Regions from separate parts of the Xenopus tropicalis genome. Here region 1 is linked to region 2. Evidence: chromatin contacts called from public Hi-C data. All regions are on one chromosome and are shown on one strand. The core of a region is the stretch at or near the end of the contact, and the rest is flanking DNA. Distances in the headings are between cores, read along the strand shown.

What was found. Hi-C and Micro-C count contacts between places; a contact is called where the count stands out from the background.
Region 1: a contact with region 2 is called in a Hi-C map of neurula embryo, with 3 times the contacts expected there. The contact joins two enhancer-like sites. A contact is called at or near these places in 2 of 5 Hi-C or Micro-C datasets (brain and neurula embryo).

Annotation. Positions count from the first base shown.
Region 1 is chr4:135,436,477-135,442,714 of UCB_Xtro_10.0, reverse strand. No RefSeq gene overlaps it. Among named protein-coding and RNA genes, the nearest start is that of gata2, 24 kb to the right of the region's middle. Within about 2 kb of position 3,409, at least 3 of the 11 cell types and tissues checked have an H3K27ac peak or open chromatin away from gene starts, as enhancers often do. A contact at or near this core is called in neurula embryo, where this site is marked.
Region 2 is chr4:135,239,789-135,246,242 of UCB_Xtro_10.0, reverse strand. No RefSeq gene overlaps it. Among named protein-coding and RNA genes, the nearest start is that of gata2, 170 kb to the left of the region's middle. Within about 2 kb of position 4,147, at least 2 of the 11 cell types and tissues checked have an H3K27ac peak or open chromatin away from gene starts, as enhancers often do. A contact at or near this core is called in neurula embryo, where this site is marked.

The DNA.
Region 1 (6,238 bases), core at 2,160-4,659, 200 kb before region 2:
GCCTGTCCAGCATCTCCTTCCAGTACCGAGTATATTGTATATAAGCTGATCCTCTCTTTGCTGCTGGAACAGCCCCTACACATCTGGGAAGGTTTCCAATAGATGTTGGTGGACTTTGCTTCCATTTATACATAAGACTTTGTGCACTGATATTGAGAAGACAGGTTCGGCCTGCAGTGGCGTTTCAATTTCATTCACAGGGTTTTGGTTGGGTTGAGGTCAGACCAGCCAGGTTCTTCCACTTTAAGGGGCTTTTAGGGTCTCCACATACAGAATGTATGCATATCCTTATTATATGATCATATATATTATCTATCATGTAGTGCTACCACTACTGTAGCCAAAGTTTGGGGATGGAACAGCAGAGTTCTCCAACAATGTGCTGTAGCCGGCAGTTTTGTCACAAAAGAAAAAATTATCACCCTTTGTGGTAGAAACAACAAACATGTATGTATGTATGTGTGTATATTTTTATTTATAAAGCGCTACTTATGTACGCAGCGCTGTACAGTAGAATACATTACTACAAACAGGGTGTTAATAAGATAATAGATAAATACAAAGTATAATAATAAATACAGATAAATACATCCCTTGAAACACCAGGGAGTTGATTTACTAACATTCAAAATGCATTCCCTTTCACTGAGTTTCCCATGATTTAACCCTGGCAGCCAAAAACTGTTGCTCTATAAGGCTAAAATGCTATTGTTCTTATTACTTTTTATTACTTATCTTTCTATTCATGCCCTCTCCTATTCATAGTCCAGTTTCTCACTAAAACCACTGACTGGTTGCTATGGTAATTTGGACCCTAGCAACAGTTTATAGTCTATAGACTGAAAAAAAAACCAGTGGTGGACTCCCAGGAACTATTTCCCCATCCCCTTAGGGTCACAGTGTAATGCAACCCTCACCTTCTTCCATTGTGAATTAATGGATTCTGGGGCTTGAAGTCTGCTTTCCAGAGAATTTGTGAACCGCCCACTATGGAAAAGACAGGAACTTCAAGTCCCAGAATCCATTAATTCACGATACAACAAGATATGGGTGGGGTTGCATGAAACTGCCTAAGGGATGGTGGGAAATAATGTGTAGGAATAATATGGATTCTTTTCAATCTGTGGAATTATTTGTATTTATTTTTTAAGTTCAAATGCTGTACCTTTTCTACATAAGCCCAACTGAATGAGATCATGTCAAGAATGTGGGTGTAAGGGTTAAATCCTGTAATCTCTGTTCGTAACACCTGTAGCACGAACTGTTAGGGTAAATCTCTGTAACTCTGTCTGTGCACCTGTAGCACTGTCCCTATAAGCAGTCACGGACCGGTCCGATTTAATCTCTGTGTGATGGCAAGATATCTGATATGTCTCTTCAGGCGAGCTGATCAGGGTACTTGTACAAACTATACAACCAGTATGTGTATTGCAAACAAGTACAAATTTATTTTGTTTTGTTATTACTTTTATAGTTAATAGGTAAACACATCCCATTATGCTTACGTAGCATGGGTGGGCACATATGCCTTACAGTTATTAGCAAATAACAGAAATTCATTAAAATGGCTACTGAAGCTTATTATGATTTCTTAGCCTTGAAAATTAGCTGAGATACCCAAGGCCAAAAGCAACTTGGACAAAGACAAGATAATGAGGATAATCATAACAACTGAAGTAATACATACACAGGCCTTCATGATTGAAAACAAAATTGTGTAAATTCAGCATTAAGCAATTTAACCTCTATCACAGCATTTAGTAATTTAATCCCTATCAATACTTAATCCCTATCAGTGGGAATATTTTGCCTTTAAACTCCCAGCATCTCACCAACAGGTTGGACGTTCCTATATATATATATATTCAATTATGGCCTTTCCTTTCCTGTAATGCACTGGGACCCCATGTCTCAAACTTAGGCCTTGGATTGTTGGTCTAAGAGCCCAGATTTTGGATCTGTCATTAGGCCATTTTGTGGTCAACTGGACAAAATTCATGCATGGCATTAATTGGCATGTAAAGGAGTATAATGGTGCTTCATAATGACAACTGTTGTGCGTTTTTTGTAGGTAATAATTAATTATACAACTTTATTAAAAGTATTCACGAGATGCCCCACATAGAATTCAGCATTGTGTTTAAGTAGCAATCCCATTGTACTTGTCCTTGTGTTGTGAGCATTAATACCAGTAACCTTGTATCTTCCAAACTGACTGACTGGTTGCTATGGTAATTTGGACCCTAGCAACAAGTTAGCTGATGAAATTCAAAACTGGAGAGCTGCTGAAAAAAAAGCTAAATAATGAAAAAAACACAAGTAATAAAAATGAAGACCAACTGCAAACTGTATAACAATAGCATTTTCTACATCATAAAAAGGTAAAGAACCCCTTTCAAAAATCATTTTCCGAGGAACTTTATCAAGTCCTGATATAACCGTGTATAACCTGAAATTCCCTCAATTTCTATTCATCCCAAACAGGACTTTTTAACAGAGGTTTATTAATAATCAAAAATGGCAGGAGGGTCCCCCCAGTCATAGGAAGCAGTGCAGGGTCAGAATGACCCTTGAGGGGGTGGGGGTCACAGTCCAACCAGGCCCCGTCCACTACGGACCCCCCAGCTACTCCACTGTATATTTGCTGACACAATGCAGTGCAATTCTATGGGGTGAGTAGAATGTACTGGGTCCCACAGCAGATTCCCCTAATAAGACATTCTTCATAAGCATATAATAAAAAACATACAGCCCCTTCTGGGCCCCCTGTACCTCCTATTGCCACAGCCAAATCCGTGTTATAATGGTTTATGCCAACTTGTGGCAAACACAAAGATACACACCTGAATATTGGCAAATAGTAGGAAATTGGCTAAAGTGCTGGCAGTTTAATAAATGCAGAAAAACAGATTTTACCCAAATTGGAAAAACCTAAAAAGTGAAACATTAGAAATACCTTATACTTTATATGATATTTATATTAAACAGAGTTTTTCAATACCAATATTGGCAGTACAGTAGGCCTCTAACTGTTGCACCAGGGGCTTCTCCTCTAGAACTGCCATGCACTGTATGTGTTGTTACATTCACCATGGATCGGCCATGTTCTGAAGGGGTTAATGCGCTACATTTCCAGCTTATATAGCAGCCAGGCCCACCCTTTGGACTACCCTACATTTTCCATTATGGGGCCTAGTGGAAAAGTTCTAGCAATCTAAAATTAACTGATTTCATGGAAACAGGAAGAAATATAAGTGCTCTGGGCAGCGAGAGTGCAAGGACAGTGGCGAGAGGCACTAAAAATAAAATGTGACAGATCTGATACCGTACGGTCCCTACGCAAACAGGGCCGTCTGTCTCACTCACTGCACTGCAGGAATGACTCAGGAGAAGCCGTACAGTAGAATAAAGGCAACTGCAGGGCTCGTTGGCAATAACAATGGAGAAGACTAATGAATGCAATTAAACCTGTTTAGCTTGTTGGGTGTTTATCTATTAATGCAAATATCTAGGCCTTGTCCTGCTGGATCCATAGGTAAATGATAACTTAATTGATATAGAGATTGAGGTAGACAGGTAGTTAGATGATAGATAGATAGATAGATAGATAGATAGATAGATAGATAGATAGATAGATAGATAGAGAGGTGATAGACAGATAGATAGTTAAATAGATAGATAGATAGATAGATAGATAGATACATAGATAGATGATAGATAGATAGATAGACAGATAGATAGTTAAATAGATAGATAGATAGATACATAGATAGATGATAGATAGATAGATAGATAGATAGATAGATAGAGAGGTGATAGACAGATAGATAGTTAAATAGATAGATAGATAGATAGATAGATAGATAGATAGATAGATAGATAGATACATAGATAGATGATAGATAGATAGATAGATAGATAGATAGATAGATAGATAGACAGATAGATAGTTAAATAGATAGATAGATAGATAGATACATAGATAGATGATAGATAGATAGATTAAAATGTGAACTCAAGTGCCCCTAGGGTTGACACCCAGCTGGTATTTGACTGGCCTAGCCAGCAATATGCTGTAATATACTTTTCTTGGCTATAATGTACTCCCTGTTGTAATATATAATGATATTAGAAGTGACCAAGGTATTCAAGGGACTTACTATGGTGCAAGTCTGCAGGTCAGGTGATTGTATGTGGGTCATGGACCTCTGAGGTGACATCACTAAGTGCCATTTATAAGAATATAATTTACAGGTTATGTACAATGCGTGTGTATTATGTGCATAATAGGCATATCCTAAAATCTTATCTCAAACAAAATCACATACAATATGTCATAAATCATAAAACAGAGAGTAAAGGTGCTCAAACTTGTTCATATAGCTTGGCCTCCCTATGAGTCAAAATGATCGCAGCCTCCCTGACAGATATTTGACTCGTGCTTAATATTGATCAGGCTGGGCAATAAACCCCACAAACTAAGGACTGCCCTCTATTTGCCATGATGGAGTTCAAAACCAAAGGCCTTTGGAGGGCCCCTCCTTATGATCTGATCATTGCAAGCTGGCATACGGCAGAGGAGAGCATTAACCCCGAGCCTCCATCATCCCCGAGCCCACTTGCTTGGAACAATGTTGGGTATTTTATATTATATAGGATATACAGTAAGAATGTCTACCTTGCAGCCCTCCAGCTGTTGTAGGTAAAGGGAAAATATACCCCTTTTGGCATGACCCGATCAAGGTGGGCTCTTTAAAAAGAGTATAAACAATACCTAATCTTCCAGAAACAAATATAAATGTATTTTATATACAGACAATTTTGATTCTATAGACTGAAAAAAAAAACAATGGTGGATTCCCAGGAACTATTTCCCCATCCCCTTAGGGTCACAGTGTAATGCAACCCTCACCTTCTTCCATAGTGAATTAATGGATTCTGGGGCTTGAAGTCTGCTTTCCAGAGAATTTGTGAACCGCCCACTATGGAAAAGACAGGAACTTCAAGTCCCAGAATCCATTAATTCACGATACAACAAGATATGGGTGGGGTTGCATGAAACTGCCTAAGGGATGGTGGGAAATAATGTGTAGGAATAATATGGATTCTTTTCTATCTGTGGAATTATTTGTATTTATTTTTCAAGTTCAAATGCTGTACCTTTTCTACATAAGCCCAACTGAATGAGATCATGTCAAGAATGTGGAAATATTTTGCCTTTAAACTCCCAGCATCTCACCAACAGGTTGGACGTTCCTATATATCTATATATCTATTAAATGATGGCCTTTCCCTTCCTCTAATGCACTGGGACCCCATGTCTCAAACTTAGGCCTTGGACTGTTGGTCTAAAAGCCCAGATTTTGGATCATTAGGCCATTTTGTGGTCAACTGGACAAAATTCATATATGGCATTAATTGGCATGTAAAGGAGTATACTGGTGCTTCATAATGACAACTGTTGTGCCTTTTTTGTAGGTAATAATGAATTATACAACTTTATTAAAAGTATTCATGAGATGCCCCACATAGAATTCAGCATTGTGTTTAAGTAGCAATCCCATTGTACTTGTCCTTGTGTTGTGAGCATTAATACCAGTAACCTTGTATCTTCCAAACTGTTTCTTGAAATTCTTTTATGTAAAACATAGGTAAAACTAGGAAATGAGTGGAATGTTTTTTGCAGGTGGTGCAATACACTATTGTATCAGTAGGTGGCGCTGTGAACTTGCCTATAAATGCTGTACAATTAAGTGATTCATATCAAGAGAGCTCATAGGGAGAGATGCATAGATAAAGGAGACCTAACCATTCCTGGTGCTAAAAAAAAGGCAAACAATTGTGTCTTTCCTCAGTTATTAATCATATTTTACTGCTTTTGTACAGAGCCATTGCCCATTAAAACCCACCCTTTTGTGGGTACTGAAAGGGCAACAGGGAAAAAGGGGGGGACTGTACATAGATTCTAAATATTTCAGTATCTGTGACTTTGTGTTTGACCTTAGCAGAAGATGGACTAATCCAGCAATATAATAGACTTTCATAGAGATATGGAAAATGGCTGTTTTTTTTTTATCAGCATTACCATGGAAACCATCAGAGCGAGGGCCTAGCTGAGATACATTGGAGGTTATTAAATGTGTGCTTGCGTGTGTTGGGGGGGGGGGCAGCGTTTTGTCATTGTGAATCACTCAGTCCCTAATACATAATGTTTGGCTTATTAAAAAAACAACATGTT
Region 2 (6,454 bases), core at 2,898-5,397:
ATTTCTCATTTTTCTATTTCCAAATTCAACGAAATTCATTTTCCCGATTGTCTAATATTTACTTTAAAAAAGTCACTGAGAGATAAGTCGTGAAAACCTCGACTTTTCCAAATTGTTGCTGCAACAATTCGAAAACGCAGAGATTTTGGACAAAACCCAATGAAATCGCTAAAGTTTCAAGAAAAAAGATAAGAACTTCCGGGAAGGGGAAGCGACTTCTGCCACTGGCTTCTACATGAACTCGGCAAGTTTAATCTGGCGAACTGTCCAATTCGGATTTTTAGCCATTTAGACGCATAGTAAATCTCAGAAAAGTCGAAGCATTTTTTTCTCTGCGACTTTTTATAAAATAATCCAAATTGAGTTTAAAATAAAAAAATCAGTGGTTAGTAAATGAGCCCCTATGTGTCAACGCCTGGCCATTTGCATTAAACCCTATATTTAAAAGGCAACTTTTGCCTGTAGGTTTTAATCTTTTTGAGGAGGAATTGAATGGAACCTTCAGAGGTAGGGAATTTTAATACTGCACTCTAAAAGCTCTTCTAAACATCTTACAGAGAATGTTCAGGGCTTTCAAAATAACTCCTCATGTACAGTTTCAGATGCGTCATGGGTAACATTTATACACTTGAATTATCTCTATTTGTAATCTCAATGCTCAGGGTTGGACTGGGCCAGCAGAACATTGGGATAAAACCTGGTGGGCTGACCCAGACCTGATCCCCACCTGCAATATTGTAGCTCCCCTGCTTCCCTCCCACCATCATGGCAAATAAAGTATAAGGAGCACATGTGGTGGGTGGGTGCTGGCGTTGGGTCTGGGTGGGTGCTGGTGTTGGGTCTGGGTGGGTGAGCAGGTAGGTGGGTAGCAGGGCCCCTGATGAAGAGTGGGGGTCCTTGAGGTAGAAGCGCCGCTGGGCCTCCCACACCCCAGTCCAACACTGTCAATGCTGCAGAATGTGCTTATATCTCATTAACTGGCATGGAACTGGCATATCAATACAAACTGGCAACACCTGGGTTCAAACAATATAAAGCTGCAGAACCAAAAATGGTTCCTATACAGATTTTTGTCAACTGTTCAGCAATTCAGTACCAACTGTAGCTTGGCATACGGCCTTAGCATGTACAGGTGCCTAATTCAGAATGGACATTACAAAAGCTATTTTTTTGGAATTGTTGCCATGAGAGATTGCCATACTGTTCTTTGGTAAAACTCCATCTCACTTCCACCAATAAACTTCTTAGGGCTCTGGCACACGGGGAGATTAGTCGCCCGCGGCAAAACTCCCTGTTCGCGGGCGACTAATCTCCCCGAGTTGCCTTCCCCCTGCCATCCCACCGGCGAACATGTAAGTCGCCGGCGGGATGGCAGACGCGGCGGCCCGATTTCGTGCAAATCGCTGAAAAAGACTCGCGAGTCTCCCCTTGTGCCAGAGCCCTTAAGGGTGAAGACACACAGAGCTACTAAAAGCAGCTACTTTTTCATGGCTACTAAATGCCAGAAAATACAGTACTGAGAATTGCCTCTGCTAAAACACACGTAGAGACAATTATCAGTAAATGATCAGCATTATCTATTTTAGTAGCCGTGACAAGTAGCTGCTACTAGTAGCTCTGTGTGTCTTCACCCTAAATCTTTGCCTTAATACTAGTGTGCCCCAGTACCAGAGGATCTCCCGGTGGGCTTAGACCCCAGTGGGTCCTATTCAAGGATAATTCCCAACAGCCTCCTATTTGTATCACAGGCCTATATAACACCTATACAATTTGCATCTTCAGAGAGCTCCCTGCCGATGCCCTAGCTATGTTCTTGTTGTGTACAATATATATAGTAGCATGATCCCTATTGGTACAGGCAGAGTTGTTTGGTAATATGGGCTATTTTCAAATACGATTCTGTAGATTGCTCCAGTCCAGCATTCGGTCAGCCTATAGAAGGCTGGAAGATAAATCCCTAAGATGACCATTCTGACACTGTGGGAAGGTCTATTGTACATGGGACTAGCATAAAGTTACCAAAAAGCTATTTGTACCATGTATGTGGCCAAGCTGATGACAACAGAAACAAAAAATTTGTTCTCAATGAATTACATCAGAATCTCAGGCAGTCTGTGGAGTGTATTAATTTTAACTACACCCTAACAAATAACAAGGGATAAATCTACATTATTCTTTGTTATAATTATTATTCTGTGTCATCGCTGAGCATTCAGAAGGCCAGATAGAATAGGTGCAATGAAAACAATAGAATAGAGGGAATATGAAGTTGACCTTTTGCTGATCTTTTATGTAACTGCTCTGGTATGGAAATAATTAGAACTTTCTGGCTTTTTTACATGGTAATTTAAGGTTTTATCTTGGTAAAAGAAATTCTGTAGTCTGCTGAACACTTAGGGGCACATTTACTAACCCACGAACGGGGCGAATGCGTCCGATTGCGTTTTTTTCGTAATGATCGGTAATTTTGCGATTTTTTTTTTCGTATTTTTTGCGATTTTTTCGGCGTCTTTACGATTTTTGCTAAAAAACGCAAGTTTTTCGTAGCCATTACGAAAGTTGCGCAAAGTCGCGATTTTTTCGTAGCGTTAAAACTTGCGCGAAACGTTGCGCCTTTTAAGTTTTAACGCTATGAAAAAGGCACGACTTTGCGCGCAAGTGTTAACGCTACGAAAAAATCGCGACTTTGCGCAACTTTAGTAATGGCTACGAAAAACTCGCGTTTTTTCGCAAAAATCGTAAAGACGCCGAAAAAAATTGCAAAAAATACGAAAAAATCGCAAAATTACCGAAAAAGTCGCAAAATGTTCGTTTCCAATCGGAATTTTTCCAATTCGGATTCGAAATCGTGTCTTAGTAAATCAGCCCCTTAGGGTGGGGGGGGAGTTTGATTTTTTTTCACGATTCAAGCCTTAAATCTTGTTATGGTTCAAAGACTCGAATATCTGGTATTTATAAAGTGCAAAAAACCCAAAGACTCAAATGTAAAACTTCCCCATTCAACTAGGAAATTGATAATTAAGCCCATAATGGGCAGGTTTATCAAAATGTGATAAATTCTATTCATTCCTATGGGATTGTTAGAAGTGTATTTATAAATAGGTGAAAGTTAGCACTCACCATTTGCTAAAAAACATACAGGAATGAATAGAATGTTTTTATGTATTTAGTTCTAAACTTACATTTTGATAAATCTGCCCTTTATACAGTAATTAAACCTAATATTATTGTTTTGCCTTCAATAAGGATTCATTATATCTTAGTTGGGATCAAGTACAGGTACTGTTTTATTATTACAGAGAAAAGGGAATCATTTAACCATTAAATAAACCCAATAGGGCTGTTCTGCCCCCAATAAGGGGTAATTATATCTTAGTTGGGATCAAGTACAGGTACTGTTTTATTATTACAGAGAAAAGGGAATCATTTAACCATGAAATAAACCCAATAGGGCTGTTCTGCCCCCAATAAGGGGTAATTATATCTTAGTTGGGATCAAGTACAGGTACTGTTTTATTATTACAGAGAAAAGGGAATCATTTAACCATTAAATAAACCCAATAGGGCTGTTCTGCCCCCAATAAGGATTCATTATATCTTAGTTGGGATCAAGTACAAAATACTGTACTCTGTATTACAGAGAAAAAAGGAAATTATTTTTGAATATTAGACTTTTTTGCTTATAATGGGATCTATTGGAGATGGCCTTTTTGTAGTTCGGAACTTTCTGGATAACGGGTTTACGAATAACAGACCTGTAATACTTGCAATTCTTTTGTGCAAGCCCAAAGTTCATCAATATAGCAAAGAGCTTTCTAACAGCAACACATTTTATTTCCGGGGTTCAATACGGCTGGATTTTCTTTTATCGTCACCCCTTTCTTGTATTTCAAGTCGCCTGACTTTGGGGCTTTAGTCCCAGCGAGTGCGCCCCCGCAATCTGGTAAAACTCTATCACACGAAAGCTGTGACTGCATTTGAGTGAACAAAGCATTTCGTCATTTCTTTCAAGCTAAAACAAAGAGTTTTTGTAATTATAGCAAAGGGTGTAATTATAGCTCATTAGCTCAGGTAAGACCAGTGTAGCGTCTGGGGCACAGAAATACCAGAGCTGGCCAGCTAAGCACTAGGGGCTGAAGAGGAGCCGGGTGGGATCAGGTCACCGCAGCCTTAGGCTCAGCCAGGGGTCACCATGTCCTGGATGGACCAAACCTACAGGTCAGTAGAACAAGTGGAAACATCCCTGAAATCTGCTTCATTCAACTCATCTTAATTTACATTTCTGGAGAACACAGGCATAGTACACAGGCATTTAATTCATGCAATTTTCCACTCATCGCCAGAGGGCTACATGTCAGCAAAGAAAGGGTCAAATTCAACAGTGGATTTTCTTTGTTTTTATTTCAGCCAAAACCAAGCAGGTTTCTATGTCAGAAAATAATTTTAAAAGACCCCACCCCCCCATCGACTGGTCTTCACTGCATTTCAGGGATATTTATATGAGAAAGATGATTGGCTGTCGCAGTATTACAACATGGCACATCGGCCTGTTTCCATTTGTGTATCTCTCGTTCCATTAAGTAGGAATCAATGCTGGAGAGATAACAGAAGTACAGATAACAATAAGGTAACAAGCCTTCATGTCAGCTTGTGCGCAATGGAGACTTTAGCCAGCGTACACCCTGGGAATATAGTTATTATTAACATTTATTTATAAAGCGCCAACATATTCCGCAGCGCTGTACAATAATGTTTTCTTATAATTAATATCATAACCTTTTTGCTTATATTTCCCAAGAACTCAAGTGGGTTTTTAGATGTATAGAGTGGACATGGTGTGGAGGGCAGTGGATCAGCTTCTCTCCATGGGCGTATATACAATATAGACCCTACACACCTGTGGAGAAAAGGAACCCTTGTTCTATTAGCCTCAAAGGACAAGTCAACCCCAAAAATAATTTTTTGCCTAATAAAAAGAAAAGAAAATATAATTCCAAGCAACTTTCCAATGTGAATTTATTGAAAAGTTATTTGTAAATGTAATTGCTATAGAAAGCAACATTTGCGGAACTCCTGGTTGTTACTTTTTAAACTATGTTGCAAAGGTCAGTCTCCTCCAGCAAGGCAGGTCTGTCAGTCTGCTGGGTTGGGTTACATTGTTTCAGTCAGAGCCACCGGGGCAGGGAATAGAAAAGGACAGGCAAACACTGCTTCTAATAGCAATTATATATAGAAATAAGTCAAAAACCATTGCAAATATGTAATGAATGTATATTGCAAAGCTGCTTAGAATTATGTTTTCTTTTATTAGGCAAAACATTATATTTTGGGTCGACTTGTCCTTCGAGGCTAATAGAACAAGGGTTCTTTTCCCCACAGGTGTATAGGGTCTATATTGTATATACGCCCATGGAGAGAAGCTGATCCACTGCCCTCCGCACCGTGTCCACTCACATTTACAGGATCAGCCAGTTAGCGCACACACAGAGTGGAAAAGCTGAAGTATGCATATTTATACTGAAATAAAAAACAACTTGTGTGCCATTAGCCTTAAAAGTATTTTTCCAAGGCAGTTGTTCCCAGTCAATTTTATAGTAGCACAGTGGTGCAGCCTTTAGCATTGCTGCCTTGAATTCCTGGGGTCTGGGATTCATTTCCAGCCAGGGCACTGTCTGCAAGGGATTTGTGTGTTCTCCCCATGTCAGTGTTTCCTCCCAGCAACATACAGGCAGGTTATTGGCTCCTGATATAACTGCCTATAGTGTGTGTGACTGTGATAGGGACCCTAGATTGTAAGCTCCACTAATTTATAAACCCTATAAAGTGCCGGGAATATGCTGCCTTTATAAATAACAGTAATACAGGTATGGGATCCGTTATCCAGAAAGCTCTGAATTAATGGATTCTAATCTCCTATAGACTCCATTTTAATAAAATAATCTATTAAAAATGATTTCCCTTTTCTCTGTCATAATCAAACAGTACCTGTACTTGATCCAACTAAGATATAATTACCCCTTATTGGGGGCAGAACAGCCCTATTGGGTTTATTTCATGGTTAAATGATTCCCTTTTCTCTGTAATAATAAAACAGTACCTGTACTTGATCCCAACTAAGATATAATTACCCCTTATTGGGGCAGAACAGCCCTATTGGGTTTATTTAATGGTTAAATGATTCCCTTTTCTCTGTAATAATAAAACAGTACCTGTACTTGATCCCAACTAAGATATAATTACCCCTTATTGGGGGCAGAACAGCCCTATTGGGTTTATTTAATGGTTAAATGATTCCCTTTTCTCTGTAATAATAAAACAGTACCTGTACTTGATCCCAACTAAGATATAATTACCCCTTATTGGGGGCAGAACAGCCCTATTGGGTTTATTTAATGGTTAAATGATTCCCTTTTCTCTGTAATAATAAAACAGTACCTGTACTTGATCCCAACTA